Linked DNA regions of Sus scrofa: region 2 is linked to region 1. The links are chromatin contacts, called in public Hi-C maps. All regions are on one chromosome and are shown on one strand. The core of a region is the stretch at or near the end of the contact, and the rest is flanking DNA. Distances in the headings are between cores, read along the strand shown. Region 1 overlaps BABAM2 (BRCA1-A complex subunit BRE). Region 2 has its middle 34 kb from the start of SUPT7L.

What was found. Hi-C and Micro-C count contacts between places; a contact is called where the count stands out from the background.
Region 2: a Hi-C map of embryonic fibroblasts shows a contact between it and region 1, with 3 times the contacts expected there. A contact is called at or near these places in 6 of 47 Hi-C or Micro-C datasets (adipocytes, embryonic fibroblasts, fibroblasts and 1 more) and 1 of 2 datasets of targeted methods (skeletal muscle).

What each region holds. Positions count from the first base shown.
Region 1 is chr3:110,957,373-110,963,949 of Sscrofa11.1, reverse strand. The region is part of intron 10 of BABAM2 (BRCA1-A complex subunit BRE); the gene reads left to right. Among named protein-coding and RNA genes, the nearest start is that of FOSL2, 120 kb to the right of the region's middle.
Region 2 is chr3:111,493,814-111,500,839 of Sscrofa11.1, reverse strand. No RefSeq gene overlaps it. Among named protein-coding and RNA genes, the nearest start is that of SUPT7L, 34 kb to the left of the region's middle.

The sequences.
Region 1 (6,577 bases), core at 3,335-5,834:
CTTCTGGCTCAAGATTGCTTTGGCTATTTGGGGTCTTTGACAGTTTCACATGCATTTTAGTACTTTTATATTTTTTTCTGTGAAGAATGCCTTTGAGATTTCGATAGGAACCGCGTTGCATCTGTAGATTGTTTTTGCAGTACGGTAAAAGTCCATGCTCTCTACACCAAGGTCCGTAATGTCGTGTAGACAGTGAAGCAATCCCATAATATTGGAAGAGATTTCCAATACATACAGAAAGCAAGTATCACCACCACATCCATCCTACAGGGAGAGATTAGTTAAAAGGGAAAGGGCCAGCCATGAAGGTTATCTATACAAGATAATATGGTACTCTACCTCATCCGTTTGAAAATGGCAAGTTTAAAATTGATGTTCAAGTTTCATAGATGTGTGCTCAAGCTTAGTAATTATGCTGAGCATAAGGAACATATGCTAATCAGTAACGTTTAATAATTTCAAAGGATTGCTCCTCTAGTTCTAGGCACATGGCAGATATTAGAGGTGGTTTCTGCTGTCAAGGGTATTGAGTTTCGGTTGGCGTGTTTGTAGAAAGTCGAGATACAATGGGTACCAAGACCTTTAAAGAGGGGAGGAGAAGGGGGAGTTATGTTAGCTGGTAGAAAATTGGGAGAATTCTTTGGGGAAAGCATCCAAGAGGTTTTCAGAGTCCGCCGTGCAGGTCGGGTATGGCATGATAAACAGGAGATAAGAGGTCCTGTCTAGTATTTAGACCAGTTTATTCACAGAAGCAGCAGTGGAAGTCCATGTTCAGAGCTATAATTCAAAAAGCCTAATAGGAATCACATACTTTTCTATGATGAAGCTGTACAAGCTGAAATGAAATATCAAGGTTTTTTGCTTCGATTTGGAATTGTGTCTGTTTGGTGTAGTAATGTGGATATTTCGGGGGGAAATGGTTGCGAAGGCAAAATCTTTTAAAATGTGTAGCCCCAGACAGGGAAATAGAGTGGAAGATGAATCCCATATAGTAAAAGGTTGCAGGGTGGTGGGGTGGCAGGGGGTGGGGGGTGGGGGGGACCTATTGCTCGAACAAAGGCTCAAAATAAGGGGAAAGCATGTGTGGGCCATCCCTAGGATTCAGGCCCTGGTGTGAGTGAAGCTTGCGAGAAGTTTCTGTTGGCTCCAAAGGGGGATGGGGGTAGAGCAAAAAGCTGAGAACTGGACAGTTGATTCAGTTTGGTCCGGATTCCATGGTTACCACATAACGTCAACAAATAGTCACTAAGCCTCTTCCTGGTGGGAAATACAGGTGGTGCTGAGATGGCGATGCCGGCAGGTTCAAGTTGTCTAGCAGGGAGGTCTGTGAGATCGAGAACGCCCACAGGGGGTCGGGACCCCTGGAGATCTGTGGAACTGGAGGACGTTCAAAGACGCCGTGTGAGCTGGGGACTGACGGGGCTGAAGTGGCGCGTGGGGTGATGAGAGCGCATCAGGAGGCTGGGAGCGCGGGAAGGCCGCCAGCACCCGAGGCCCTCTTCACAGCCCCTGCTCTCAGCCAGTCTTCTGGAAGAATGCAGAACTTTTACTCTGGCTGGTGAAGATAAAGGAGAGGAGCTAAGACAGACCCAGGGGGCGGACACAGCATCCCAGGCTAGAAGATGGCTTTTCCCAGATTCCCTGGACTGAGCCTCTTCTGCTGTGCCTGGCATGGACCCGACTCCTGAAACGGAGCCTCCAAACCTTGGAATGGAGTGTCATTTCTCCTCTTTTTTTACCCCCTTCATCTACTTGGGCCGCACCGGGTTTCAGCCCTCGAAGCCTTGAAAACGTCTGACCCCTTGAACCCCTCCCTCCCTGCCTCTAGTAATCCAGAAAGGGCAGTGAGTGGGGAGTGGATTGCTGACCTTGTGTATTTTAAAAATAGCCGCATAGGTAGGTCCGATGCATTGCTAGTCTTGAGAACCGCCCGCGTAGTAGAAAGAATTCTCACCCACAGTCAGAAAACCTGGGTTGAGTTCCTAGCCTCACCGCGTACTGGCCCTGAGTCTGTTTCCTCATCTCTGAAATGATGTTGCTGCTTATCCTGCCTGCTTCACAGGGGGGCTGTGAAGATTAAATCACCTGGGAGCCGCTGGGAACCCGTCCTGCGCTCCAGAAATGCAGGCGATATATATCCACTCCCATGCCTCTGCCCGCCCGGGTTTATAGCCAGTCACCCCACTCCAGGATCATCTCAGGGCCAGCTGGTTGGTTTGTCGCTTCTGAGCCCTGCCGCCTGATTAATTGTATTAAATGCCACTTGCATTGTGTTTCTCTTCCGCGCAGAAGTGCCCACTGGCCTCTCCTGCACACCAGGCTTTCGCTCTCACTCAGCTTTGGCCTCTTTGCTGTCTCTTCGACCCGCCCCCCCTGCTTCCATTCCCCCCCCCGCCCCCGTATATTTCTTGCCCCATTTCTTTTGGCTTTTCTTTTGTAGGCCTGCACCCATGGCATATGGAGGTTCCCAGGCTAGGGGTCCAATCAGAGCCACAGCTGCCAGCCTACACCACAGCCCACAGCAACGCCCAATCCAAGCCGTGTCTGTGATCTACACCACAGCTCACGGCAACGCTGGATCCTTAACCCAATGAGCGAGGCCAGGGATCGAACCCGCAACCTCATGGTTCCTAGTCGGATTCGATTCCGCTGCGCCACGAGGGGAACTCCTCTTGCACCATTTCTTAAAACCTAGCTCCAGTTTTCTCTCTAAGCTGATCACCTCCGTCTCAGTCTGAATAACACAATTAGGAGACTTTAACAGAGATTCTACAGAATGGTTCTTTAATTGTCATGCATGTTTGCTTCATTATTCTGATTAATTTGCTTGCCTGGGTCCAGGACAACTACAGCTAAGTTATCTTTCAATTATGTTGTTATTATTATGCACAGGGCTCCACAGGCGCTCAGTAGGAGCCCAGCAACCCAGTGGTCAGAGCACACTCCATAACGCATTCTGATTTACAGGTGTCTTTGTAGCATCGCACCCTGAGAGGTCAATGTCTCCACCACCGTTTGCAAGTGATGAAAGAGGAGAGGCTTAAGGAGGTTGAGGAACAGCAAACGTGTGGGAATGACTCCTGGAGGGGAGCCAGAGTGAGGTAGAGCCCACAGCGGGTGTAGATGAGGGACAGCTCCTGGGGGCAGTGCTCAGGCCACAGCAGGCGCCCAGGGCCGAAGCTGAATTAGTGAAGATCTTATAGACAGGACCAGACCCAACGGGCTGCATGCAGTAGGTGCCACCACAGGGGACAGCTGCTCCCTGGGGTGAAGAGCAGAGACCAGGTGACTCTAGGTGACCTCCTTGGGACAAGTCAGATGAACAGGAGATGGAAGGATTCAATGTGATTTAGCCTCAGCCCAGTTAGACCCATGCAGTGGGCTTTATAGGGCATTTCCTGGGGAATTTGCAGATAGGCCAGGGATCTTTCTTTTCTCCAGCACCCTGTGCCCTGGGGGAGATTGATCACGTGGCCATCTGATTGAGGTCAAGTGATCTCACCTCTTAAAGGAGAAGCTGAAACAGCCCTGAAAACGTTCTAGGCCTAGAGAGGTCTTAGTAATTCCATTCCTGACCAAACACTGATGAGAAACTCTTCCTGTCTTCTCTGATTCGGCCAGAGTGTAGGTTCACAGTGCTTTGCTATTTCAATAGTGCTGCTGAATTTATGAAGCTATAAGCTCCTTGCAGGTAACCTGCTCCTGCCTCAGGTCGAATTCCCTGTGCGCATTGCCAAACTGGGACAGGCCTGGGCCGGGGCTGCTGAGAGCTGGCAGTGCCAGGCCGGGAAAGGCAAACAAACAAACCAAAGGCCAACAGGCAGGCCTGGGGGTTGGACAGCTACCCAGCAAACGGGTGGGGCACCAAAGCTTCATTGTGTGGCTGGAGAATCCAGGGCGTGGTAAGGGAACTGGCTCCTGGCACAGTAAAGATTAATGTTTCATGCACATGCATTTATTAGCGTGCCTGGTCTTTTGTCCAAAATGTCGTAAATTCACAGGTCAGGATTTTAGAGTAAATGAAATTACTGCTATTTCTCCGGCAACGGCCAATCATCACTCTTTACTTAAAAGAAAAGTTCAGAATCTTTCATTAATCTTCAACTCAAAACACGGAAATTCTAGTTTTCATAAGGTGTTAGAAAGAGCTTTCAAAGGATTCCTTCGCCCACCCCCCAGCCTCAGCCCCGACCCCTGCCCATGTCAGAGGTTAGGAATAAAGCATATTTTCCTTCAAACATTTGATGACACCCTCCTCCCTTTCCCAAGTCCACCAAATTCAAAATGGGGGGGAAAAAAAAGGAGGCTAATATACAGTAAGATTTGTACCTTTACAAGTAAATATTACCATTTAGCTGGGTAGCTTGTGGAAGCTTGTCAGGTCGAAGTGACTCACTTGCATAGATGAAGTTATTTTTAGAGATGTAATTTGTACTGTTTAGAAAAGAATAAAGCGATGGTAAAAGGCTAGATGGCTCATTATAGTTTACAGAGCTCATGAACTCAGCATCCATGCACGGGATGACTAAGCAACGGGTCGGTTGGTACTTTCTCTCCGAATTTTACAGACGTGAGTCACCCACTTGAGATTGCAGACGCAGCACCGAGGTACCCATGACTCAGCTCCCTTTTGGGAATTCAGTGCTGGTACACTTTGGTCGTTAAGGCCTGAGGAAATTACATACCGAAGCAAAATAGGTCCTTCTCCCACACAGCCGTTGGATGCTTTTAGCCCAGATTGATCGACCTTCCCCTCTGGCCTTCGCCAGACTCTGTGTGGGAGCCGTGCTGGCTGGTATGTGCCCATTCGGTCTGCTGCTGTCCACGGCAGCACCGCCTTCTTGATGTCAGGGTCTCTGCTCCGCGTGTTCGGTCCTCAGTAGAAATCTCAGCTTCACCCTTGCTGCACGAAGCTAAGCGGCACTCAGGCCACGTCCTTTAAGCAAATGTGTGTGTGTGCGCGTGTGTGCAAATCTTCAGCCTAACATTAAAATTCTAGTTTTCGGGAGTTCCTGTGGCCCAGAGGGTTTAGAACCTGACACGGTCTCCATGAGGCCATGTAGGTCGCAGATGCAACTCAGATCCCACGTGGCCGTGGCTGTGATGTGGGCCGGAGCTGCAGCTCCAGTTCAACCCCTGGCCTGGGAACGTCCATATGCTCCAGATTTGGCCCTAAAAAAATGTATATGTATATGTAGTTTTCATAAACTGGGAGACATAACCTTCAAAGGCTTGTTCCCCTCCACACTGTACCCATGTCAGGGAGTGAGAGAAATAAAATCCTCTTTTCCTGAAAGTATTTTTGCATGTTTTCTAAAAAGCCATACACACAAACACAGCATACCCACGTGCGTGAACACACAGAGTTATCGCTGTATATAAGCAGACTTGGTGAAGCAGATGCGATACTCTCTCTGCGGGGCTGCTGCTTTGTTCTCACAAGCAGGGCTCTGATGCCCAGGTGACCCTCGAGGGCAGCCTAACGCTAGGCTTGCCCCCTGGTCATTGGCACATGCTCATTATGCAGCCTGTCCAGAGCTAAGCCCTCGGCACGTGACCTGTCCTTTCAAACATATGGAAAATGGTCTTTTGCATTTGGTAGACATATCAATGGATTTTTCATAACCAATAAAGTATTTTACATCTATTACTTCTTATTCATTTATTTATTTATTGGCCACACTCATGGCATAAGGAAGTTCCCAGGCCAGAGATCAAATCCAAGCTGCAGCTCTGACCTACCCCATAGCTGCAGCAACACCAGGTTCTTAACCCACTGCACCACAGTGGGAACTCCCTATATTTTTTACTTTTATTGAAGAAACATGAACACGGCCACAGAAGCAAATACTCCAGAAAGGCCTTCAATGAAAAGTGAAAGTGCTCTGCCCCAAGCCACTTGGAGACAGTCACTTTTAACCACTTCTGTCACTTGGCACTTACTTCTGAAACTGTTTCATCCTCACCTGCTCTAACTGTAGCACTGTTACCAAGAACGCCAGGGCATGCAGAGGTTAAAAACTTGGTCTTGTTGTCAAAGGGAAAAGCCCTGTGTCTGTCCGAATCAACTAAGCAAACACTTGAGCATCTGCCATGGACTGAGCAGACCAGGGAGTTTACAGTCTGGGGGGCTGCAGGGCGCAGATAGGCAGATACATTAATACAACATCTGCGTGGAAAATGCTCTAATACAGGTGCATAAAACCCAGTCTGCGGGGTTTTGCAGAAACGTCGTAGCGCTGGGTCTTTAAGGGCTAGTAGAAATATGCTACGGAGCTGACACGGGAAGCATGTCCCAGAGAGAGTCGTGTGCTGGTGGACGGATAAATTAGTCCCAGAAAACTGGGACTAATTCATCCAGTTGCACGTTTAGGGTATGTGAGTCCAGGGAGGAGTGGGAGATGAGGCAGAAGAGTAATGTGCCCGACAAGGAAGAGCTTTGTGTGGCAGGGGCTCAGGGTAGGTCCTGGTGAGGAAGAGCCCAGCAAGGATTCTAACCACAGATGGGACACGATCTCACTTATGCTCTCGGTCTGATGGGATTCAAGGGCGAAGACGCTGCGGATGGGGCAACTGC
Region 2 (7,026 bases), core at 3,635-6,134, 540 kb before region 1:
GGTCCGAAGTGTGTGTTTAAAACAAGTGTCTTTATATGCTTTATAACTTTTCTAAGGATTTTGCACAGTGCCTGGCATATGTAATAAATATTTGTTGAGGGCTTGCTATAAATATTGTCCCTGGAATTGTCCTAATCTAGGACAGGAAGTATGGAGTCCTGTTATTTCCTTATAGCCCATTACAAGCCTTTACCCATTACTCCTTCACTGAAACTGGATGGAGTTGACGCTTTGGGAAACTGAACACAATTCCTATCAAATTAGCGACAGCCTGGGGATTTATTGCCTTACCATTGAAATGCTGCCACCTCCCAGATGGGGTGTGACAAGTGACCAGCAGCTGTGGACGGCTTCCTGAGAGTGGGAGCCAGAGGGAAGCCTGCCAGCCCTGTGGCAATCACAAGCAGGAATCCAAACCCCTGGCGGGGCCGAGTTCCCATACAAGGTTTGGTCCAACCCTGTTTGGACCAAACACGGTTTGACGAACTGCTGGGAAATGATGTAAAGCTCTCCTTGACCTTTGTGGAGGGTGGGTCACAGCATCTAACGGGTAACAGGCTGCTCTTCGATGCTGAGATTCCTTGCTTGATGTGGGCATTGAGAACCATTTTTAAGCTTTCTTTTCAGCAATGTGACAGGACTTTGCCCTGCTTTGGTTTTAGAGGTTTAGCACAACCACGGTCCAGGGTGCGACTGAGACGTCTATTCCATGGGAGACCAAAAGTCTTTCTCCCCCCAAGAGGCCCTAGCATTGATGACAGGTTCGAAGGCTCAGAATAGGGGACATTGGTTCCCACAGAATGTAGTTCCACCTTCTTCATCTCCCAAGCCGATCTTTTTTTGTTTGTTTGTTTTCTATTTCAAGGCTTTATAGAACTTATTTGTAACACATTTTAATGAAATATCAATAAAAATTGATGACATAACTTCAAATAGATTTCTATTTCATTTGGAAAATGTGAAAAATAAATATGCAGTGTGAAATTGTTACGGATTTAATAGTAACTCCATTTGAACTCATTCTGCATTCTTGATTCTGACTGTATTAATTGCAAATTTGATACGGAATTTTAAATGTAGCATTTAGAGTCTTCCTTTATCCTTAAAAGTCAAAGTCTCTTTATCTCCTGTAGAGGGCAGCTTTTCTTGCCACCTAACCCAGGAAAGAACAAACATCTTGTAAATTCATTTGTGTCTTATATCTCTTGAGGAAGCATTTCTGCAGGTTTCATAAGACTTTTAGTGGAAGAGGATTCTGTAACCATCATGCGTAAATGTTTGCAGTTGAGGGTTATAGATCATGAAGCGTAACTTAACTCTCTTGAGGTCTTTGTCTGAAGCCAGACACTGTGACTTTGTTTTGCTCAGCCATTTGAAGTGCATTTTTCTTTTTCTTTTTTTTTTATCATTTTTAAAATTTGATTTTCATTTTGGAGTATAGTCAATTTACAATGTCATGTTAGTTTCAGGTGTACAGCAAAGTGATTCAGTGATGCCTATATCCATTCTTTTCCAGATTCTTTCCCCACAAAGGTTATTATAGAATATTGAGTAGAGTTCCCTGTGCTGTACAGTAGGTCCTTGTTGGTGACCATTTTTTAAGATCACATTACCCCAGGTCAGTCTTAACAGTTTCTCCAGTAGAGGCTTTAGGGTTCATTCCTCTGCATTGCCCCTTGCCCAAACTCCCCTTGCCTCAGGACTCCTCATAGACCTCCCTGCCCCTTGTGTCTGCCTTGTGGAGCTCTCGTCACACATCTGAATTACCCTAAAGTACATCACTGGGCAGAATCCTTTGCTTTGAAATCTCAGAATGTTCTCCATTATCCAAAGCATTAAGTCCAAATTCATTTGCGGCTTTAAAGTCCCTTATCATAGGGTGCCTGTTTTGTTTTGTTTCTTTCTCTCTCTTATGTTAAGGCCGCACCTGCAGCATATGGAGGTTCCCAGGCTAGGGGTCTAATTGGAGCTACAGCTGCCGGCCTACACCACAGCCACAGCAATGCCAGATCCTTAGCCCACTGAGCGAGGCCAGGGATTGAACCCACATCCTCATAGATACTAGTTCGGTTCGTTTCTGCTGAGCCACAGCAGGAACTCCAGGGCTCCTATACTTTCTCATCATCGTAACTCACTCCCATATGCCCTTGTCTTTTCCTTTCTGCACCTGACCAAGTACACCCAATACTCTAGTAATAATAGACTCTTTGACCCAAACACAACTTTTGCTTTTAATTCTTCCAATATTTGCCATCAAGACTTGCTGTACATGGCCTTGAACTTTGGTTTCCTGGGCTCTTAAATAGGGAAAATACCTCAGTATCGCTGTCGAGATTAAATAACTGAGCCATCTCTCAAATTTTAGCCACGCTGGACACAGTTGGCTCCCCCAAATGTAGTTATTATCAGCATCATTGTGATCTTGCTAACGTCTGCTAGGTAAGGTCCTGCTCATTTCTTTAAATGAGTCTCACTGTCTTGAGTCTCATTGTCTTCAGGAAGCTCTTGTTCCCCTGCTTGTTAGTAGGCTCTCTTTCCCCACTAGCCCTACAGCACTTTGATTTCTGGCCCTTGCTCGGATGGTCCCATATCCGTTAATTGTATGTATGCAGTGTGCTTGGGTCATTTATGTTTGCGAGCCTTATGAGCTGGGGACAGGAACCATCTCACTTTGTACGCTACCTGTTCCTCATTGCACCTCCCAGTTCACAAAATAGGTGCTCTGTTAACTGTTGCTTTACAGGGGTGAGGGTTGGAGGGCAAGTTCTAGTCCTGGACCTTTCTACCCTTGGGTTTTGGGGGCGGAGAAGGGACCTTTGAGCTGCTTTCATTTCCAGAATTTGTTCCAGACAAGCTGGACAGTCTAGGCGATAACCGTCTTAACAGGGTTAGTGCAGGCAGAGGCTTGGATTCCTATCCTACTTGGGGCAAAATCAAGCGAAACTACCCCTTCCCGTCAAGAAGCTCTGGATTCCAGCAGATGGTTTTAATTTGGGCTTTAAGTCCTCTGCTGGCTCTGGAAAATCTTGATCGTGAGGCTTGGCTCTGGTTTCCTCTGGCTGTCACGCACACCGCTTCAAAAGTCAGTGCAACTGTGGCAAGAAGTGACCACAAGAGGGCAGTAAAGACCCATCACTATGCAGCAATTTGCAGGTGGGGCTCAAAGCCAGTAGACGAGCGTTTCAAAGCAAAGCAAGAGTAACAATCAGATCCTGAACTCTCTCAAAATCAGGATTCTGAAAGGGTTTGGGGCAGCAAGCTGGGTCAGGTCACCAGTGTCTTCTCAGCCTGTTTCTGGTGCTTAGTTCCACCTGGAGAAAGTCTTTCTCTAGTTATAATGCAAATATTTTATGGAGGAGTTTAGGCATTGCCTATCTATTACTTACACACTGTCTTACAGAGAATTTTTCACACTTGTCTCCCCCCCCCGCGCTGTCTTTATTGAGGAACAATTGACAAAAATTGTATCTAATTTGATTGATATTTTGATATATCACTCATTTCCAAACTCTGAATTTTTATTTATCAGACTTAAAAGGTAAAAAGAGGAGACACTATCACCTCTGTTTAAGGAAACTGAGGCTCAGAAACCGGAAGAGACTTGCTCAAAGGCATGCCAAGTTCATGGTGGAACCACGATTCCAGATCCTCTGCTTATTCCTTCTAGTTTTCAGTAGTTTATGTTTGTAAGCTTTGCGAGTTTCTGGAGCAAAGACTACATCTGGTTCCTCTTTTTGTCTTGGAATGGTGCTCCCTTAATCTTGAGGGCTCTGAGTGGGTGTGCTGTATAAGGTTCTGCCCTTTAGGAGTTGGATTCCATGATCTCTCTCTTATCCCTCCTGATTCAGTAATTCTGTGATTTGGAGGCACAGCCCTAACAATGACAGTGGCAGCCCTGAGTGATCCTACTGGCAGAGCATTTCAACAAGGGCAGCCACTTGGCTACCAGCCTATAAAGATCTATCGTTAGCAATGCCGCGAGGGCGGGGGACATTTGGGCAGTTTCTCAAATTGCGCAGCCTTATGGGAATTGCCTTTAGGGGAGGAGAATGAAAAAATATCTAATTTTAGCAGTTACGTATAGGAATATATACTTACGTACACACATGTATATGTATGGTGTAGAATGTGGTGAAAAAAATTTTTTTTTTTTTTTTTTTGCCACACTTTTGGCATGTGGAAGTTCCGCTTCAGAGCCAGGGATCAAACCTGCGCCACAGCTATACCAGAGCCGCAGCAGTGACAATGCCAGATCCTTAACCCACTGAGCACCAGGGAGCTCCTTTCTTTTTTCTTTTTCTTTTTTTTTTTTTCCCCCCTGAGGTCAATTTTTAAAGTGAGTTTATTTGAAGAAGAACATGAAGCCAATAATGCACGGTGGCCTGCAACACGGTACCAAGTGTAAAGGAGGTGTACCAATGAGTGAAGTTGAAGGAACTGTGGTGAGGTGGGAAGGTGTTGTAACTAGAGTCACAAAACTAATCTGAAGTCTGGCTCTGTCACCCAAGCCATGTAACCCTGATTAAGTTGCTGACTATACACAAGTCTCAGTTTTCGCATCTGTAAAGTCAGAAAAGAATTCTTGCCCCCCTTAACACATGTGAGAATACATGAAAGCACACGGAAGCCTGGAGGACTGTGCAGGTGTCCACTGGAGCTAATACTCCCATTCCCACTTCCACCAGGGTCTTTCGGGACCTCTTCACCATCACAGAGGATGCCTCCCAACTAGGGTCTGTCTCCCAGATCCCCAGGACCAAATCCAGTTCAGTTTGTTGTCCACACCTGGGTCTGCCATTCTGCGAGGAGGAGGAGGAGGAGGGAGGGGCTGGAGAAACCCTGGAATGAGTCCGGGAACAAGTCCCAACACATCACTGTTTGCTTTGTCATCCTGGTTCAATGACCTCATACAAGGAAGGGAGGGAGCGGAGGGAGCTGTTCTCTTCCAGATACCTAAGGAGGCTTCTGACATCTACTCTTTCCCTTGTCATGAGAAGAGCAGGCGCCAGGCTGTGATTTTTAAGGTCTGAGCTAATCTTGGCAATGAAAGAGAATGGCACCTCCCACAGCTGGCCAGACGAGGCTTCTTGCGGAGCTGCCTGGAGCAAAGGGGCAGGGGGGCTGCCGTGGGTGTTGGAATCCAGGCTGTTACCCCTGCTCCCTGGAGGGGCTCCGGAATACACAGCCCTGTCCCCAAGTCCTGACCAGCCTTAGTGCTACTTGGGTGCGTGCAAGGCACTGGCATGTCTCCCGGTTGAGGATAAAGAGCCCAGGGAGGACAGCTTTGAGTTGTTCCGAATCTAGTGCCTATGGGACAGCCAACTGGGGTGGACAGTAGCTTCAGCGACCCCAGTGTCATCATCCTCACATACTCCTACATCTTCACACACAATATTCAATGAGGACTTTCTGAGCACCTACTGTGTACTAAGCCTTTTGGGGAAATGAGACAGCCAGCACCTGCACCCAAAGGCTATGTAGGATCTCAGAGTCACCTTTTTACCACTGGGATTCCTTTTGTCATCCTTACCCCAGCCCTTCTGCCATCCTTAATTAATGAATAATTAAGGTGTAAATAAATTATGTTGTCAGCCAGACAAATTGCATTTTTACGGGGGTCCTTTCCAAGTTTTTTGTAGCCAGATATTTATGTAACTGCAGATAAGTACTTCTGCTCAACAATAACTAACAGGGCTATACTGAGCTAGTATCCAGTCTGACAAAAGCAACAAAATTTAGCATTGTAGCTATCCTGATTATCCTGGTTGGGCTCTTTAAATTTTTAAAAAGTAGCCGGCAGACTCCCTGGGGAGTCCATTCAAGGTTTTAGATAGAGGTGGTGACATGACACCTGGGTTTTGAAGGACAAACAGGAGCTCACAATCAGGGAGAAAGATTACTGCAGGCAGAGGGGGCAGAAGGATCCAGGTGCTGGGCCCAGTGCCTCCATACCCGGGCTGGTCAGGTGGATCAGGCTGTGGCTTGAACTCAGAGGGTGGAAGCTGGGGTTTGGAACAGAGCTGATGAGGGTGCAGCTGAGAACCAGGAGTCTTACAGGTGAATGTTCTAGTCTGGTCACATGCTGGTTCTGGAAAGACTGAGGCAGGAAACCCCATTAAAGTCCCTTTGGTTCCTGAGGGCAGGAGGGAAAAAGATCGCAAAGGACAAGCCAAAAAGTTAGTCTCCCACCCTGGCTGCCCCGCCCTTTAGCTCCGAGAGCAAACCATTTTTTTGTGATTTTTTGGCTCATCTTGTAAATGTTCCAGAGTCAGAACAGGCTGTGCCATGGCTGAACAAACCTGTTGAACAAATAAACAAGGCAGGCTTCAGGGCTAGGAAAGCACTAGACGTGGGCCCCCATCCAACCAGGTCCATGGGTTCTGGCAAGTCTGTCCCGAGGCTCTTCCTTTGACTGTGACAGGTGGGAGTGTGGGACTTTGGGGTCCTTGTGGCTCTGTGATCTAAGCAATTTGCCCACAGAGAGGAAAACTCCAGAGCCTCCAGTTGAGCAGCCTCCTTCCTTTTCACTCCACAGTGCAGCTAAGGGCGGGGAGAGGGGAGATGTAGAGGCAAATACTGAAACCAAAGGACACCTGTTTGCTTATTCATTCATCGGACCAGTGCCCAGTCTGTGCGGGGTGCTGTGCGGCTCTTCCCTCAAGGAACGCACTAGGAGCTGTAAATGCTCTAGCTGAGGAGAGAAGGTCACATTTCTTGTATATGCCAAGTTCTCAGCCACCTCAGGACCTTTGCTCCTGCTGTTCCCACCACCTACACCGCCAATTCCTCCTGCCTTCTTGTGTTTCAAGCTCAGCTTGGATGGCATTTCCTCAGTCTGGCTTTCCCTGACCACCCTGTGAGTGGTAGGCTTGCCCATCCCTCGCCGGCTCTCCGGCCACACTCTGTCACCCTCCTAGAATCTATAACAGCTTGGAATTATGTTCTGCCCTTCATTTAGTCAGTTATCTTCCACCTTTCTGATCTGAGTATCAGCCTACCTGAGGGCAAGAATTCTGTTTGCGTTTT